2 separate regions of the Ovis aries genome follow, and region 1 is linked to region 2. The links are chromatin contacts, called in public Hi-C maps. All regions are on one chromosome and are shown on one strand. Each heading gives the region's core, a stretch centred on a gene start, on an enhancer-like site or on the middle of the called end of the contact. The rest is flanking DNA. Distances are from core to core; before and after follow the strand shown.

What was found. Hi-C and Micro-C count contacts between places; a contact is called where the count stands out from the background.
Region 1: a Hi-C map of liver shows a contact between it and region 2, with 6 times the contacts expected there. The contact joins the enhancer-like site here to the promoter of LOC105609869 in region 2. A contact is called at or near these places in 13 of 16 Hi-C or Micro-C datasets (blood, hypothalamus, liver and 7 more).

Annotation. Positions count from the first base shown.
Region 1 is chr1:164,036,140-164,038,839 of ARS-UI_Ramb_v3.0, forward strand. All of the region lies in intron 13 of DCBLD2 (discoidin, CUB and LCCL domain containing 2), which reads right to left. It also overlaps a transcript of ST3GAL6 not described here. Among named protein-coding and RNA genes, the nearest start is that of TRNAE-UUC, 67 kb to the right of the region's middle. Within about 2 kb of position 1,347, at least 8 of the 54 cell types and tissues checked have an H3K27ac peak or open chromatin away from gene starts, as enhancers often do. A contact at or near this core is called in hypothalamus and liver, where this site is marked.
Region 2 is chr1:163,817,614-163,820,313 of ARS-UI_Ramb_v3.0, forward strand. LOC105609869 (soma ferritin-like) reads left to right here and starts at 1,259. Exons shown (of 4, transcript XR_009600882.1): 1 at 1,259-1,445.

The sequences.
Region 1 (2,700 bases), core at 97-2,596, 220 kb after region 2:
TTGCATATTCTTGATCTCAAATGAAAAAGCTTCAGGTTGTTTATTCATGACATGTAAAGTACTTAGAACAGTGCCTGGCATGGGTCAGGGAGTCAGTAAGTGGCAGCTGTTTTTATTATTACTTTTCTCCTGGCTACCTTTATAAGCCCCTTAACGGCAGTTTCTCTTTGTTCCTTGTGACAAAGCCAGTTGTCCGCAATTTCATCCACTAAGTTCTTAAAAGTAACCTTAATTCTGCAGCTCAGACCTTCTGTCCTGAACAGGCTCATGTTCCATCTACCTCTTTGCGGAGTCTGAATGTCCACAGAGTCCTCTAGACAGCATCCCAAACTCATCTCAGGACTTGCCTCCGGGCTCTCAACAGTTCTGCTCCCTGCTGCTCACCCCCCAGCCCGGGGCTTTAACCGTAGATAATTAGACCTGATCGGCTGACTGTTAGAGGCCTGGACCGAATCCCCACCCTGCTGACCAGGTGACCTCGGCAAGTTACTCCTGCTCTCTCAGTCTCACTTTCCTCTTCTGTAAAATGGGATCTGTAACAATACCTGCTTTACAAACTGGTTAAATGAGGTAAACATGTAAGGCATTTAGAATCATGCCTAAAGTCAGCATTTCCTTTGATTTTGTATAAGGATTTGCCATTGGTGTTCTCATCACCGCTAGTGCTGCTGTCCACTTGCCTGACAGCAGCATGGACTTCCCCTCCTGGACTCTCCTACAGCCCTGTTCCCTCCTTCCCCTCCTCACCCTCCCCCGCCATGCTAAGCTGTCTGTCCTGCAGACAGGGTCCTTCCTCCTGTGGAACACACTGTAGTCAGTCCTGTTTCGATGGCATTTCTTTTGTGTTACGATTCCTACTCCTCATGTGTGAAACTTACAGGATTTAAGCTACTTATGACGTGCACATGTGTGTGTGTGCGTTAGTGGCTCAGCTGTATCTAGCTCTTTGCGACTGCATGGACTGTAGCCCAGCAGGCTCCTCTGTCCATGGTATTCTCCAGGCAAGCATACTGGAGTGACTTGCCATTCTCTCCTCCAGGGGATCTTCCCAATCTAGGAAGTGAACCCAGATATCCTGCATTACAGGCAGATTCTTTACCAACTGAGCTACCGGGGAAGCCTGTACGACTCACTACCTAGCTCAAAATGGGAGTCCCAGTGGCCAAGGTGAGCTTTCCTAAGAGTTGTTTTGAAACATCTGCTGTAGGGTTGCCAGTGTCTTAGAGTGGTACACTGAGAACATTACTTTAGATCAGAAGTTTGATGGGCCATGCACAGCACAGGAACAGACAGAGACACTGAAGGAGTCAGGGCTCCTCCCCTGGGTAACAGTTCTTCCTTAAGAGGGGACCACTGAGCTGAGTGACCTGAAGGCTCTTGGCGGGAGGCCCTGACCCCCTGCACATGGACGCTGCCCACGGCCCTGCTGGGGCCAAGGCCTGCGGCTGGACCAGAGACCGCTGCTGCTGGTGCCGGGACGCCTCCTTCCAGACCGCTCCCTGGAGTGGTTCCCTGCTCTGCCCAACCTGAGTTCTGTGCTAATTACGTGTAATAAACCCAGTGACTTGCTGAATACTGGCTACTGTTTCATCTCCAATCTTGTGATTCCTACCTGCCCTGACAGCTCGGCCCTGTGACAAGCAGGTTCCATGGTGGATGGTTCTATGCAATGTATTCTCTCCCACTGGACAGACTTTGGGGCTCACCAGAGGACTCTCACCAGACGGCTCAAATACTTGGTACAGAGTCAGAGCGCAAATATTTAATGGCTAAACAAATGAGCTCCCTCCAAACCTGTTAGTCACCAAAGCTGTCCCCACTGCTATGTTATCTCTACTGGTCTAAATGCACAAGCCAGAAACTGGAGTGAATCCTAGATCCTCCTCCTCAAGTCCCCCACTGACACCACTGGCAAACTTCTCCCCCTTCTCCTAGCACTGCTGTGCTATGTTCCTGCCTGCCCTTCATAGTTTCCTAACTCATCTCTCTGTCTTTCCTAGTCTCTTGTCTCTTCAGTCCACCTTCACAAACTGCTGCCACCATTTTCCTACAGTCATCTGATAATATCACCTGCCTGCTGAACACTGGTCAATGCGTTCCACATCTACAGAAAGCCCTTCCTGGTCCAGACCAGGCTGCCTTTCTATGAGTCTCCCAGTGCTCCCCCACGCCAAGCCCCTGTGAGACAACTCACTATTCTGCCTACGTTCCACATCTCCGTGCCTTCTCCCAAGCCATGCCCTCAGTCTGGGCCATTCTCTCTTCTTCTATCTAGCTAAAATCAGCTCCTCCTTTAAGGGAAAACTTGTCAAACATGAGGATTACTCTTTTCCGAAAAAAAGGTTTCAGGTAACTCTTAAGATTCTTGCATCTGTGTTCCTCTGCACTTCACATACAACTCATCAACCCAAAGTATAGTGGTCAACCTGCCAGACAGTCTGGAGATAAGAATGGTGTTTCATTCTCTCAGTAAATGTTACTCAGTATCTATTATACCTTACTACTGTGTGTAACTCAGTGTGTAACACAAAGTTTGATGTAATAAAGGTACTCAATAACTTATTATGAGATTGAACTTACTCATTTTTTATGGGAATAAAGGAGAAATGTACATATTTTTATTTTAATGACCACCTTAACTCCTACTCTCAAAAGGGTTCATCTTCTATATTTAGTTCTATTTCATATTTGGAAACATCC
Region 2 (2,700 bases), core at 9-2,508:
TTCTGGTTTCCAGTGCCTTCCCTACCCTCACCTTGTTATGCTATGCTTGAAAAAAAGACCTTAACAGCCTGATCAGTGCGAATTTAAACCACAATTCCTAGGGATTCAAATTGTCTCCAAGGAAGACACTAGTATGTAAGTTTTATTTGTCACTGTAGAGTAAAAGACAAGTCCTAATCAAGCAGTTTCAAGCATCAGAAAGTTGGCAGGGATAAAATCTTGCAAGTTTACAGTAAGTGGTAAGACTTAAGGTGTAAGGTAGAGGTTCTCATCCTTTTCGAACCCAGGTGCCTGCACTGCTTTGCGTTCCATGTGACCCTACCAGCCAAAAGATTCTGGCTAGCCTTATTCCAGGTCACAAGGTATAGGTACATTATCAGTTTTCAAATCCACATGCTTCTCAGAATCCTTATGGACTTCCCCTCCTCTATGCCCTAAAGTTGTCAACTAAAACACATCTCACAACCTAAATGTTAACAGTTGTGTTTCATTTGATGATAATTTTTAGGAGGCAGCATCTCAAGTAATCCTGAGAGAACTGTTTTGAGAAGGTGAGGGGTGGAGGTGGGGAGTCAGGATTTATAGAAAATTTGCAACAAAGGGCAGGTAGTCTGAAGTCAAAGGTTATTAACAATAAAGAAAACCAGATAGCTCAAGTTAAGGAATTTAGTGCCTTTTCTATGCATGAGAAGGTGGAAGAGCCTGGGCTCTCTGAAATAATTCCTTTGATATGCACCTCACCTATGGGGCCAATATCCTGTGTTTTCACAACCTGAGTTCCCTCAGGGCTCACTAGCTCACTGTCCTGTGGTGGCTGCAATCTCTGATGGTTGTGATAGCCTTTGTTTACTGATACGGCAGGAAATATCCCATTTATCAAAGCTCTGTTGAATAACTGACTTCAGGCCTGCCAATAATATATGAGTCTCCCTTTTGTAGAGAGAATTAGAAGAGACCCTGACATCCCTCTGGTACCTTTCCTGCCTTCTAACAACACACACAGTCATAACTCCACTGCAGTTACTAAATTGTATTATGTTCACCAATTCCCAAGTCTGGAGAGCCAAACGTAAGAAATGTATTATTCAAGTGACTCAGTTTAGTTACTTTCAGCTAGCTACAGAGTCAGGCTAATTATTAGCAAAGTACTGTATTGCAAAACAGATAGATATGTTTGACTTGGCTTACTTAGGCCAATTTATCAGAAATTCTAATGGGGGTGGTTGTTGGTTTATAGGGCTTCTCAGATGTTGCTACTGATAAAGAATCCACTAGCCAGTGCAGGAGACAGAAGAGACTCGGGTTTTATCCCCCGGTCAGGAAGATCCCCTGGAAGAAGGCATGGCAACCCATTCCGGTATTCTTGCCTGGAGAATCCCATGGACAGAGGAGCCTGGCGGGCTACAATCCATGTGGTTTTACAGAATCAGACATGACTAAAGCAGGTTAGTACGCACAAACGTGGATTGATAGCAGTGAGATTATCAAAGAAGTGGAATATTTTAAATTTTTACTCTATTTTTGACTGAGAATTTGTATTCTAAACGTTTAGGTCTTTAGGGGCAAATATTTCCATGAATCATTAAAATGATTTTTAAAGCTAAATATAAGCTAAATATCCAATTCAGTGTTGCTGACTTGCTCTTTTTCTTTACTGAAGTAATTTCAAAATTAGCTTTTCATAGAGGTATAGATATTACCAAGTATTCTAGAAAATTTGTATAAAATAAAGAAAACCATGGTGCCAGCCCCTTAAGTCTTTCATTTTCTGTCTTTAGCTCCTCTGTAATTCTTCCCTAGAGTAATATGTATGTGATATCTGGAGTTGCAGCAACTATTTTGTGACCAAGATTAAGAAAGTCCCATGAGAAATATATTTCTCCTTCAATATTACAGAGCAGTAATATTGAAAGAGCCTGGCTCCTGACGACATTCTCGATCGGATGCACCAGCCCTGGGCTGTCTACCTTTGTAGTTGTTGTAATACAGGAAAAAATAAAGAAGGTACTAGTTGTCAGATTTTGTTTTACTTGCAGTTTAAGTCTTTCTAATACTCTAATTATTCCTCCTTTGCTCAGATACCCACCCTGGAAGCAATCAACAATAGCTAAGGGTAGAAGATAGGATCATGTTAAGACACAGGGGACCTCCCTCTATAATTAGTGTTGGAGAGAATGGGTGGTGAGTGTGGGATGTTATTTCTAGAAAATGACAATTAAATAGAAAGGAAAATGATATTGTAAATGCCTACTTTAGAGAGAAGTTTTTGAAGATGATTCCAGCAATTGAGCCAGTGTGGATCTAAAATTAACAAAAATATGAAATTCAGAAAGAGAGGAGATAGGAGGTAATAACTTTGATCCAGACAGTTATTGAAAGCGTTATTTCCTCCAGCTTAGCTGACGCTCTCCAGATGGTCATTTGCGTGAATGCAGGAGTTCCACTTCTTTCCACCCACCCCTTCACTATACTATGTTCTCAGCATCCATTCTAGATGGCTTAAAAATATCATGGGTCAACTGAAAAGAGGAAGCAGGGGGGTCATTTTGGAAAATGTTAGGGGAAAAGTGTGATATATGCAAGTGTCCTTTCTGTTAGGCAGTCAAGGAACAATGGGCATTAGATTGCTACTGAGTAATCTTAATGAGCAGACAGAAATAAGAATAACAATAACATTGCTCCTGGGTACCTGCCTCCATG